Regions from separate parts of the Anas platyrhynchos genome. Here region 1 is linked to region 2. Evidence: chromatin contacts called from public Hi-C data. All regions are on one chromosome and are shown on one strand. The core of a region is the stretch at or near the end of the contact, and the rest is flanking DNA. Distances in the headings are between cores, read along the strand shown.

What was found. Hi-C and Micro-C count contacts between places; a contact is called where the count stands out from the background.
Region 1: a contact with region 2 is called in a Hi-C map of liver, with 2.5 times the contacts expected there. The contact joins the promoter of CALCB here to the enhancer-like site in region 2. A contact is called at or near these places in 2 of 8 Hi-C or Micro-C datasets (liver and subcutaneous adipose tissue).

The regions. Positions count from the first base shown.
Region 1 is chr5:61,856,836-61,863,899 of IASCAAS_PekinDuck_T2T, reverse strand. It overlaps CALCB (calcitonin related polypeptide beta), which reads left to right and starts at 4,365. Exons shown (of 5, transcript XM_072039336.1): 1 at 4,365-4,518; 2 at 5,406-5,501; 3 at 5,809-5,940. The coding sequence starts at 5,416.
Region 2 is chr5:61,744,109-61,750,703 of IASCAAS_PekinDuck_T2T, reverse strand. The region is part of intron 7 of INSC (INSC spindle orientation adaptor protein); the gene reads left to right. Among named protein-coding and RNA genes, the nearest start is that of INSC, 91 kb to the left of the region's middle. Within about 2 kb of position 4,428, at least 1 of the 8 cell types and tissues checked has an H3K27ac peak or open chromatin away from gene starts, as enhancers often do.

The sequences.
Region 1 (7,064 bases), core at 3,116-5,615, 110 kb before region 2:
AACTGGCTCTGGCTGGAGTGCAGCTGAGTTTTGCCAATTCTCGAGGATGGAGGTCTTGCCAGGTGGCATGAGCTAGGGCTGCAGCCTCTGCAAGCCTGCACAGAGGCTGAGCTGTGCTTATGCAGGACAGAAGATGGCGAAGCCATAGCCAGCTTCCTTGCAGTCTCCCACTTCTCCCTGTCCAAGGGAACTGCAGTGCAGGACGGTGTGACTCGCTTTGTTTTAAAAGATTATTCTGCACTGAATTTTGAATATATACAGGGAAACTGCTTCAAAGCCAAAGCTCATTAGGAAGGTTTCAGTGAGATTAAAACAATCCAGCATTGATCTTCTGTTTAAAATGTCTTTCATATTTCAGTCTGGGAGCTTTTCGAAGGCATTTTGGAAAAACTGAATTTGATTCCAGACTGATTCATAGATTTCTCCGTAATTAGCTGAATAGCAGTTCCATTTTTGAGAAAGTACTTCCTGAAGCACCCTGAATTTTGATGTCTGTTAAAACCTTTTAGTGTTGGGATGTATGTCAGCGTTCTTTTTCTCACTAAAGCACTGCATTTTTCTAAAAAGAGGCTCTCATTGTTTTGGCCAAATTCAAACCAAACTGCAAGATTTGTAGGACGGTCAAATATTTTTGTGGATAAGCTTTATGTGAGCTCACACTAAACCTGACTATGGCTTTCTGGAGGCCGTTGGAGCAGAATTAAGCAAAGGATCAGATCGAAGGGAAGTAACATCTCCAAGAGCAAGTGCTAACAAAAGTTTGGATGATAGGTGAGGTGTTACGTTTCAGAGTTTACACAAGTCTCTAGCTATTAAACTTACAGAATCAGAGAAAATGGAGATGGAAGAGTTGAAGAGAGCAGTTTAGTTGATCTTGTTCCATCCCCAGAGCTTATCAACTATGTATGTCACTCCTGACAGACGTTAGACTACCATGCCATACAACCCTGCAGTGAGAGAGCTGCCGTAACTGCAATCCAACCTGTTGTTACACGTCATTAATCGCAATGTGTCAGTCTTTCCAATGTGCGGCATCTCCCTCCCCTGTTTACTTTTAAGCACATATATTTTTGCTGTTTTGAATATAGTACCAGCGTGTAGACTCATGGCAAGTATTTATGGTTTTGGTATCACACTTTTCTGTAGTCTTTCCTTTTTTTAACTGTTTCTCCAGTCTTCGTGTCTTCTTTGTTTGTTTGTTTGTTTGTTTGTTTTTTTCCTTCCTCCTAAGTCATGTTATGGGCTTTCTAATAACTTATTTTATTATTATTTTTTTTTTTTCTGGACTTCTCCACCTTACCTGTCTTTTTGAGCTATCTTGTGCTATCCTGAACAGAGTACATTGGCTGAGACCTTATCAGCAACAAACAGAGTGTAAGGATTAGCTTTCAGGTCTTAAATACGATACTCTTGTTAATGTACAGCTTTCTTTTACAACAGCGTGATGTGGTTAACTGTGGCTCAGCTTAGATATTTTTTCTGCAGAATGGATTGCAATCAAACATTAGAAAGACACTTTTGTGGGAGACACTTTCCCCTGCATGGTTTGTAGTCTGCTTAAGTGGAAATGCTTTCTGGACATTCACAGAGACAGGATGCTGAATTAGACTAGGCACCCACATGAAACACAGACAAGCAGAGACACAGATAAAGACTATGTGATTTTTATAGCTGGTTTTATCATGAAATGTCCTGATCTGCAAAAGGTTTGGCTGGGTGCTGTGAAAACCATGCTTAGAGAGAGCAGAGAGATGTGAATGATGCTCACCTGCCTCAGGAATAACTTACTGCATCTGTGGGTTGTGGCATCGTCCCTGGCTTCCCTTCCTTTTTGAAGAGTCCTCTCTTGTCAGGTGTGAACCGTACTTGGGGATGGAAATTCCATCTATGCAGCTCACAGCCTTGTCTATCTCGAAGAATTACTTTTTATTATTGAAGAAAAATTGCAGTGTAATATATAAATGTGATATTTTGGTTTAACGGCGTGTCACCTGGCAACATTTAAGAACCTCACTGCAGTGTCTATGGTTCGTTGGTATAATGGCAACGTGTATAGTAGAAAAAAATGGTTGCACTTTAAAATGTATTGGTAAAAAACATAAAATAGTAGAATATTGTAAGAAGTTCTATCAAGTGAGAAAGTCACTTTAAAATAGGGCAGATTTTTCTTATTTCCTGAAAATTTAAATAAATTAGGAGAAGAGATTCCTTTTACTCAGATCTGTAGGATGTACTAGATAATCTGATTTCTTAAAAAATATATATTTTATAGCTCTTTAGTTTATTTCTTTTGAAACTGATGATTTTACCTGCTATATTATCAGGCAATGAAAAAAAGCGGAACAAGTTCCTTGTTTCCCTAATCATTTGCTTTCCTAGTGCAGTGCTCATAGGCACCCCTTTGTGCTAGTTTTTCCACGAAAACTTAACCTCTGGTTTTGGATTCATTTAGCAACAGGAGAGCTTTATCCTGTGGGAACTCTGCATCTTTTTGACAGCTCTCTAAAATAGACCAACTGATCTTTGGAGCTCTTTTTATTTTGTAAATTTTCTTCTCTGTCTTACGTATGAGAGAAGATAGGTTTGCAAGAAGAAAATAGATCTGATGAGACCAGCTGACGTATAATTGAGGAAAAAAAAAATGGAACAAGCCGGGAGTCCCTCCATTAGCTCTGGCAAGGAGCAGCCTAAGCGCTTGCCAACATCCAAGTACTATTTCATCTTTACGTGCACAAAACTATATCTATTGGCATTAATACCTGTTGCTGTAAATTTATGTTTCTTCCTGTGAAAGCCTGAAGTAGAAATGCTGGCAGCTGAAATCCTGCAGTCAGTGCATCCTGCAGGCTCCAGCCCGCGGCTGAGTTGCATTGGCAAGAGAAGCGCTTGGAGTGACTGAATGAACTGAAAGATGAAATGCGACTTGTTTTCCCCCCGAAGAACTGAAATACATTATTCCAGCAGGGTCGCCTGGATTTTTTGTAAGGTTAAAAGAGGAATATTCTGTGCAAAGTTAATAAATCCCCAAAGCAAATATCTGAACGATTAACTGTTAACAGAGGAAGGGGAAAGCAAGAGTGCGGTTTGAGAGGTGTCTGACTGCAAGTTCACTCATTTAAGTTCCCACACTTTGCTGGTGGAGCTGTCCAAGTCACGCTGAAACAGCAAAGCCGAACGTCCCTTTAGGTGCTACCCGCTGTTTGCAAACGCAGCCTCGGAAAAGCCAGCTAAAAGGGATGCTCGTTGCGAGCCGCAGACGTGCCATTTACAACGAAATTTCCAGCTGGGCGGGCGGGGGGCAGGAGGAGGCTTCGCCGGGGGGGCGTGCGAGGGGTGCCCGGCGAGGGAGCGCGGGGAAGCCGCGGGGGCGAAGCGCCGGGAGCGGGCTGGGCACGGGGCTCTGCGGGCCGGGGCGCCCAGAGGATGCTGCGAACGGCAAAGGAGAAGCCCCCAGCGGGTGCCCGGCGCAGCGACTCCGCGCTACTCCTTAAACTTCGAAGCCAAAAAAACCTTACAGCGCCACGGCACCTGCTCCGCGGCTCGCCAGGCGCTACCCGCGCCCCCGGCTCCTCTAACACCCCCCCCCGGGGGCCCGCACCCGGCTGCCAAAGCCGAGGCACGGTGCGCGGGGTCCCGGGCGGCTACCTGCAGCCCCCCCTGCTCCTCCCGGCCCCCTCGGCAAACATCCTGCCGGCAGGTGCAGCCCCGCCGCGCCCTGACAAAGGGCCCTCGGCGGGTGATGCATGGGGCGGCGGGCAGCTGCCCGGTAATCCGCTACCGCCGGCCCCCGCCCCGAGTGCCTTCCGTGCACCTGCCCGGGAGAGGCGCCTTACTGCGGTGGCCGTGGTGATGAGGATGATGATGGTGGTGGTGAGGATGATGGTGGTGGTGGTGAGGATGATGGTGGTGGTGGTGAGGATGATGGTGGTGGTGAGGATGATGGTGGTGGTGAGGATGATGGTGAGGATGCTGATGGTAGTGAGGATGCTGATGGTGGTGAGGATGCTGATGGTGGTGAGGATGCTGATGATGCCGATGGTGGTGCTGAGGATGATGCTGATGGTGGTGCTGAGGATTTCCTCGAGGGGCGGCTGCCCAGGGCCCCTCGCTCCGCGGAGCAGCCCCGGGCTGCGCCCCCTCCCCGCCGGGGACGGCCCCTCTCGTCCTTGCCCTGCGCCCCTACCCCGGCTTCGCGCCCCGGCCGCCCCCTCCCTCCCGAACGCAGCCGTCGGGGCTCCGGGGGAGCGGCGGGGATGGGCCCGTGAATGACCCCCCCTCACACACACACACACACTCCGGCCCCGCCGCCGGCGGATTTTTGTGAATGGGACGGTCACGGAGCGGGGCATGACGTCAGCGCCGGGCCGGGCGGCGGGGGCGGCGATTGGTTGGCGGGGCCCCGCGGGCGCCCACGCAGGCTGCCGCGGCGGCGGGGATAAAGGGCGGCGGGCGGGCAGCGCGCGGCACCGCGGCTCGGCGGCGCCACCGGCATCTGCTCCGCATCGCCCCGCACCGCCGGTAAGCACCGCGCCCTGCCCTGCCCGCTGCGCTGCAGCACCAGCAGCAGCAGCTCCCGCAGCGCCGTCCTCCGGGGGGCTCCCCCGCGTCCCGTCTCCGCGCCGGGGTGCGGAGCTTCGCGGAGGTGCGGGTCCTGGTGTGTGTGTGTGTGTGTATGCGGGGGGAGAACTTGGCCACCTGTGCGGCAACCCGCGTGGAGAAGCGGGAGCTAAGAAAAGCGAAGCTTTTTTGGGGGGGAGTCGCAGGGGTGCTCATCCGAGCCGAAGAAGCCGGTGCTTTGAGGAGCAGAGGTGTATCTCAGAGCAAACTGGTGAAAATTTCTTCTGCGGGCTTTGTTCTCGTGACTGCTTTTACAGAACTTACTCTTTTTCTGATTTCAGAATGCTTATTGAAATGAGCTTAGCCTGAGCTGGGATATTAGTGTGCTAACTGCCAAGTAGCGAGCAGTTTTGGAGAAAGCGCTAGCAGTAGTACTATCAAAATGCTATACGCTAAGCATTTTTCTCTCTTTCTCCCTCTCTCTTCCCCCAACTCTTTTCCTGTGACTGCCCGTTTTGTGATGGACACACTGAATATGACATTGTATGCAGTAGTTAGTTAGAGGACTGTGTGTTCAGCCAGTTTAAGAGAGAGTCTACATTAAGTTGAATGCTGCTGTACAGAAGTTCAACCCCAAAAAGCTGCATTTCTATCCCCCGTAATAGTGCTAAGTTATTTTAAAATTCTGAGAAAAGCAAAGCAAAATGGGAATGATCAACAGCAGTGAAAAGGTAATACTGAAAAGAAATGCTGTTAGCGTTTGTGCTACTTGCAGCTAGGAAATGGTGACCTTATAGGATTGAGGGGATTGGAAAACAGCCATTGCTTGATGTACCTCTTTGTTGTAGAGAGGAAATCATGGTTATGCTGAAGATTTCATCTTTCCTTGCTGTTTATGCCTTGGTCGTGTGCCAGATGGATAGCTTCCAAGCAGCTCCAGTCAGGTAAGAAGCTGGTCCTGTTGCTGAGTGCTTGCTCTGAATGGTATGGAAATATTTAATCTCCTTTAGAGACCTAGGAGGAGAAAGGGCTACCAAAAGCTAGCTTCTTCTAAGGCTATTTATGATACTGTCTCTTCTTAACTACGTATATAAACCACCTAATGCTGTGCATGAGCACAATTTACGTATTCACACCGGTGAAAGGCACTGTCAATGACACAGAGCAAGGCGTGACAAACTCTGCTCCCTGTGCATGGCTCTCTGTAGCAGACTGGGCTGTATTCATCCTGTTTTGCTTGCCTCTGCGTAGACCTGGCTTGGAGTCCATAACAGACAGAGTGACGCTCAGTGACTATGAAGCCCGGAGACTATTAAATGCACTGGTGAAAGAGTTCATACAGATGACAGCAGAAGAACTGGAGCAAGCCTCTGAGGGGAACAGGTAAGGACCGTGGTCCTGGGGCAGAAGAAGGGCACTTGAGCAGTGTTAGTGTTTGATACCAGCAAGAGCCATCTGAGCAGACCCTCCACAAGCCAAGTAATTTATTTTTTGGAGGGAGGATGGGGGGTGGGGTTATGGCTAGCTGTAGTCACCTATTTGGTAAAGGATAATGCAGAAACATCCTAACAATGGCATCAGGAGAATGGCTTCCACCTAGTTAACCTGCTTCTATCTGTCTCTTACGACTGAAAGTGGAGGGCGATTTGAGCTTGAATGAGGGGGTTATATTAAAATATGACAGCAAAAGGTACGTTTTCCTAGTGGGAATGTTAGAGGACATTCAATCACTCTTGGATTCTCTGTCGTGAAAGTGCATGCTGTTGTAAGGCATGGAAAGTCCCTGGCAGAGGGGAGGTGTTCCTCCTAATGCACGCAGCGCCACTCTCCTCCCCTAGAGCAAAGGCATGCAAGAACATTTGCGTTATCCTAACAGGATTTGTATTGCAAGCATGGTGATGTATGAGAGACTAAACAGCATGCTGAATACATGGAAACTAAAATCTTTTTGTCCCCTGACTGTGAGCATCTGAAAGGCTAATTAACTTGCTTTATCAACAAAATGAATTTATTGGAAAAAAATAGTGTTTTCCTTCTAACTGCATTTGTATGAACCTTCCTTGCATGGAATGCGATGTGGAGAGATTATTTTTTATATCTTTTTCTTTTTCTTTTGAGTTTCCTAACTATATATATTTGTCTAGGGAAGAAATGCATGACCATGCATGTTTGAGATTATTCTTCCTTTGGGCATGTTTTTTTTTCCCCCTGCAGCCTGGATAGACCTATTTCCAAACGCTGTGCCAGTCTGAGTACTTGTGTGCTGGGCAAACTGTCTCAAGAATTGCACAAATTGCAAACTTACCCTCGTACTGACGTCGGGGCTGGAACTCCTGGCAAGAAAAGAAATGTGCTGAGTGACCTGGAACATGAACGCTATGCAAACTATGGGGAACCCCTAGGAAACAACTAGACATGCTTATTTCTGCCCTTCTCCCTTTTTTTTAACCTGATGCATGTGGATCTAACTCTGATTGCTAACTTTGCTATGTTCTTTTGATTCTGTT
Region 2 (6,595 bases), core at 3,179-5,678:
AACCAAACATTAGTAATGGGCTCTTAGGAAAGGTGGGTAAGATGTTCCCAGTGATTAGAGAGACCCACAGATGGCTAGATTTAAAAGTGTATCTTGCAGGTTTTTTCTTTTAAAAAGTGCAGGGTAGTGTGCAGTTTTCTCTGAAGTAGTGAAACCTTACTTTTTTTTTTTTTTTTTTTTAATGGCATATAGTGGCATATTACAGGACCTATTACAGGCATATTACAAGACACCTGGTAGGGGGTGGTTGGACCAGATGATCTTGGAGGTCTTTTCCAACCTTTATGATTCTATGATCTCCAGCAATGAGAATATCTCTGGAAGTTCAGAGGTTTGCCTCAACGTGTTTGTCTCCCTCACTCCCCAGGAAAGAACTTTGTTAAAATGTGTTTTTTTCAGATTAACATGTAAAAACTTCTTATGGATATTTCAGATTTTTTGCAGACAGGTAGTTTCAGGACAAGGGATCAGAAGGGACATTAAAATGATTAAAATTATGAAATGATGAAAATTATGAAAAATGAAATTACATATATGTTTTATTCCCAAGTGAGCTAAATTCAAAAGATTAAAAGATCAGGACTTTTTTTTTTTATTTTTATTTTTTTTAAATCAGAGCTTATAATTGAGCTTTAGTCCATAGAAATTCATAGAATTTCATGCTATCTTGCTTCCTGGGTGAGACAGGGCAAGGCAGGACATTAGGGGAAAAATTAAGGATTTCTAGAAGTCATTTGAAAGTAGGTAAGTTGTCAAAGGGTCCTTTTCTTGTCTCTTTTTCCCCCAAAAAAAAGAATAGTAACATGGAAAGTTATAATCCTTTACTAGTTTTTCATGGCTCATGTTCTCAAGCATGTTCTTAACACTGTTTTATGAAGGGAATATTACTTTTTCTTCGTTCTCCAGGACAGTACTTGTTTACAAGAAAAACGTGAATCTTCATGGATGGGAAGAGACTTTCTGAATGCTTAAAATCACATAACACTGTCTCATGTGCTAGGAGCATGTGAGATGATTTAGATGGAAAGAGTACAAGCAATGCATTACTCTTACAGTCCTGTAGCTGAGAAGTCATGTCTTCTGTTATACATTTTGCACTTCTTGTGTGCGACAATGTTGTTTTGGCTCACCTTCCTTGGTCATTTGTAGCCAGACTTTGAAGTCGTGCTTGTGAAATTGCAAATAATAAGCAGGAATGGATAAAGAGATTTCTGCTCTTATCCTCTTCTGTCAAGATTCAGAGCCTTTTGAAGACTAATTCAAGCAACTTTTGACACACAGTGCAGAGCATACTGACACTTGATGTTATTGATAGCTGGAGCTGGGAACTGTGTCTTGCTGTTGTCACTGAGTAATTGTGCAGGTCATAGGAGGAGAATTAGGAGCTACAATGAGACAGAAATATGTCAGCCCTAAGGAAGAGTGTGGAAAACAAGTTTCAAAATCTCATTTTCACATATATTTTCATGATTATCAAAAAGGCATACTGAAAGGGCATATAGAAAGGCTACTGAAATATCAGTAGCTGAGTTTGTGGTAAAATTAGATAATGTAAAGTTCTAGGCTTGCAGCTCTTTAATTTACTGGACACTTCTTAGTAAAGCTGTTTAATTAATTGGCAGTGAAAAATGTGCTGGGTTTGGCAAATTACATTTCTGCCAAAGCCCCTGCAAGATTAATTAAATCATATCTGAGAGTGCAGGAACTGCCCTTTCTCAACTGCTGGCTTTGTATATATTAGGTGGTGTTTCAATTTTTACCTCCTGATTACACAGCTATATATACATAATTAGTAAATGTAGATTCTTTCAGCACAATACCAGGGAAGTGCAGCAAGACTTCTTAGGTCATTGCTGAATCTGACAATTCCCAAAAAACTCTTGGGGGGGAAATAATACACAATGATACACAGATACACAATGCTGCAGTTCTAGGGTAAAATGTTTTGGAATTCGTGGAAAGGACATGTTTCTGGATGTTGAAAAACAGCATGAAAAGATCATCTTGAAAGAAAGACTCTCAGATAATCTCTGCAGTATTTTTTATTCTGTTGAAAACTTGCCAGTTATGTGGCAGGTTAATTTTTTTTTTTTTTTTTTTTTAAGTTAGTACCTATTTTATCATGCAGAGAGATGAACAAGCTTTTTTTCCTTTGATAGACTTCTGTGAGAGTCATGGAAATGAATAAAGACAGACGTGTTAGTGCAGGATTATGGGACATTGCCTGATCTCTGTAGGAGAAAAGTATGCACAAATGCTTTGGCTGATGTCACTACAATTTTTCCAATTGTGTTAAAATGACTAATTAAATTATAGTGGTTGTGTGGTTGTAGCCCTGATGGTCTAGGGAGATATGTATCAGTTGTTCTAATAAAAGGTATTGCCTCTTGTTACAAACCTTGCTTCATTTTAATCCTATTATAGATTTCAGGAGACATAGAAAGGAGTCAGAAAGCATACAACTAAAGATAAACATTTTGATAATACTGGTAAAGTAGGACAATGTGAGACTTGGCTAAGAAGTTGGTGAATAGCTGTTTAGTTGATAGATTTTGTTATTCAGTAGATCATTTAGATATCATGCATGGCCCAGACTGCAAACATATACATGTGCACTTAGCCTTTAGCATGTAATTTCATTGACAGCAAGAGAACAACTACATGTTTAAAATGCCAAGAGATGCATGTCTACTAGTCTGTTCAGGCTGCAATAAATTTCACAGAATAAACATTCTTTTGAAAATCATTGAACACGTAGAGTTGAGGAGCAAAGCAAAACTTTGAGTCAGGTCACAAAGAGCTTTTTGACAAACCTTCTCTGCTTTTTCAATAGAGGTGCAGCAGGCAGGCTATGAATTTATATATAAAGCAACCTGTAAATTGATAACAAAGTGGAAAGCTGTTTTCTAACCCAACAGTGAACATTTTAAGGCTTTTGCCTCTAGTGCGGATCTTTCCATGTCACCTACGGAATTAGGTTTTCTTCCCTTTGCTTCTAGTGGTGTATTCTGTAAGTATAGGTCTATGGTAATAAGTCCACATGAAAATAAATAAATAAATCATAGCAGCCAAGCAGCCCTGCCTGATTTGGGTTTTATCATCTTTTTGGTAAGAGTTGATCAGGATGAGGCATCGCAGTGATACTTGGATATCAATAATGTGCTCAGAACAAATCTTGCCACTGCTGTGCTGTATCTTGTCCAGTTCCAGAACGCTGTTCACATAAAATATGAGATAATGAAATTGGGTGTACTCAGGCCTTTGGTTTCCCCATAAGATTCAGTCACTGACTTCTTCTCATCTATGCCTCAGTTCTGTCTGTTTATACATCTATATTGTTTTAGCAGTTTTAGCTGAGGTGCAGCAGAGTAAGACAGGTTTTTTTTCCTTTGTGTTTTAAAAAATGTTTCATTGAAATACATTTTGAAAACTGAAAAGGAAAATCCCCAGACTATGCCAACTCACTGAGGTGAACGCTTCACCGTGCAAGATCAAATTGGAGCAGTGCCTGTAGATTGCTATTCCCTCCAACTTCATTTTGAAGATTTGAGCTGGTGCCAGGTTCCCACTCTGTACTTGTTTGGTTCCCATATAATTTACACATCATTTTTTGTAGTCAGTTATGTTAGTATTTTATGCTATCTATTGATTTTATATTTCACTAAGTATTTTATTTAAAGCACTCCAAATAGCCATAGATTTATGTTTCAAAAGTCACAATGTTAAGAGAATTTTATAAATGAAAAATAATTTGGAAATCATTAGATGATGATTTTTCTGTAAGGATTCAAAATAATCCTTAAAGCAGTGACAATGACCGGGGCAGCAAATGATCCACGAATGACGTCTGAAGAAATATAAGCCAATGCATCTAATGACAGGTGGGTTTTCCCTACCTAATAATAATAATAATAATCTATCAAGCAAATTTAATTTTAAGATGAAAGAAGCAGCTTACTCAGCTCCTAAACTGAAGGCAGAGATTAATGAGAATCAATTGAAGCATTTAAGAAGAGTGCAAGGAGAGAGCTATTTTGGACCTCAAACATTCCTCTCCTCCCTGATAGAGGCAGAAAAGAAACTGGAGAAACATAGCCTTGCAGAAAGATGTAGATGAGTAGCTTTCATAATTTCTTTTTTCTATCATCAGGAAGTTGTTGCATTGCAAACTTACATTTGTGATAATGCACACGTAAACATGTACTGAATGTGCTTATGTTGTACACATTAAATTGCTTAGATGTAGCCACAATGAAGTGTGAGGAGAGATCGGGGTGAAAATACTTATTCAAGGAGATAGATGCATTAGATAGCTTCTCTCACAAAATCTCTGCTGAAATTAGATGCGCTAGTCTAACTGACCCATTCTGCTACAGGCTTCATGACTCAGTTTTACTCATGATTTTTGTGACTCATTAGAAAAGGCCAGAGAGATCACTGCTCAGGGCCTCTGTTTCTTTTTTTGGCTGACTTTCGAACTTGCCTAAAACTTCACTGATTTCAGAGGACACTGCATTGAAAAAAAAAAAAAAAAGTGTACTTACATAGATTTGCTTACAGAACATAGATTTGAGTGTCTTTGAAGGCTGCAAATTCAATACTAGCCTTATTTTGCATTCCAAGGCTTCTGGTACACTTATGGTCCTTCTTGAGCTTAACTTATGAATCTTGGAGCTTTCTAGTGCTTTATGTAGCTTCTTGGACATCTATTCTTGCACACATAATATTGACTTCAGATTTTTTTACACATTTAATTTTGAAGAATGGAGCTTTCACAGATGCACATTACTAGAAAGTAAAAGGAGAAAAACACTTCCTCTTTCATCTAACTACAACCTTCACCAAACACTGGAATTCCTCACCAGTATAAAACTGTACTTACAGAAATAATCAACCCCCATCAAAAAAAAAAAAAAAATAGTCTCCTGGTTCCAGCTGTCTTACATTTCTTTTATTCACGGGACGTAAAATGCTAGCTGGGACATAAAAGCTGTCTGTTATCATCTGATGGAAGTTTTAACTCATCTGGTCACAGTCATACCTGATGATAACATGATGGAGGCTGCCAGACAAAGTGACTGGTTTACGTTGATTTGGTAATGAATATTGATCATCTGTTGGGGTGAGAGGACATGAGAACACTGAAGAAAGTTGTTGAACCTCACAGGAGCATCCAGGTTCCAAGTTAGCTTCACAGCTTGATTGCTTCCTTGGGCTTGTTTTTTAGTAGTAGCTCAAACTAGCAAAATACATAAACCTCAGCTTGCACTTGGCTTAGACCTTGGCTCTTCTCCAAAACCACTTTCATAATTCTCGTTCTCTTATTAGCTTTCCTCCCTTTTCTTGGGTTCAAAATGGAGTTAACAAGCCTTCTGCATCACAGCACACCTCAATGGGGCAGTAAGAGCCCTGCTGTGAGGTGGGGTTTGGTGCAGGTGTAAACTAGGGAGCTTTTCTAGTCCCTGAATTGCAGCTGGATGGACTGAAGAACCTTTGCAAATCAGGTCCCAGAGAAGTGTCCCCAAATAGAGGCTCTGGATCTTGTTACTCACAGGGAAATTCACAAATTTTCCTTTTGTGAAATCTCATTTTATACATGTCTCATTTTATACATGTACAGTTGCTTGTGATTTTTCTTTGTTTTCAACTAGTGCTTGCCAAAATTACTTTCAAAATGTGACTAAAAACCACTTTTTTTTTTTTTTTCCTCTCCAATGCCTATCACAGCAAGCACTTTTCAAAACAGGGAAAGAGTACATACAGGAAACTTTTATAACAGCTTCAGCCAATTCTGGCCACTATTACTGTCTCCCAGAATATTTGCTCCATTTAAATAATGAGTGCTTAGCAGTTTCACTTTCTCACCCAAATGGCATTATCAAAATACAAATTGATCTTTATTTATTTATTTATTTATTTTTTGTCAGTATCTGTATATTCTTACTCTATCTCTCTATCTTTCTAACTCTTACTGGGAGCTGATTTTTTTTTTTTTTTTTTCCCCAGAGATAGTTGTAAGAGTGCCAGAGGCAATCAAGGCCAGTCTCAGATAATTGGCTAATTAGCTGAAGCTCAGTATGCATTCTTTCTGACATGTATTTTAAGTCAGGGCTGGAAGTACTGAATTGCTTCACTAAAGCATCCTGTGTGTGCTCCTAACAAAGACAGAAGGAGATTAATTGTATCAGTTGTTTCTTACCTTGCGTTTGCAGTGAGCTAAGAGCTACCATGTGACTTACCTGAAGCTCACCCATGATATGTATGAGTCTCTTCACATTTCTTAAAACAGTGAAGGTTAAATAATAATTAATGGCAGGTGATGTAGGGGCCTGTTTGTGCGTCAGTACATTGTTTTTTTGTTTTTTTTTTTGGCTGAGGCTTGTTTGTAGGAAACCACTTAGATCTGGCACTCTGCCTGATTTATACTAAAACTTTCATGTTTCATAAAGCATCTTTGAAAACATTTAATGAGCTGTTGGGAAAACAATCTCATCCCTTTAAGATAATCATGTTTTTGAAAAGCTAAGCATCTAACAGTATTGCTCATATATTGACTGTCTTTCTTCTGTCATTCAAGTCACAGATAACAGCTCTT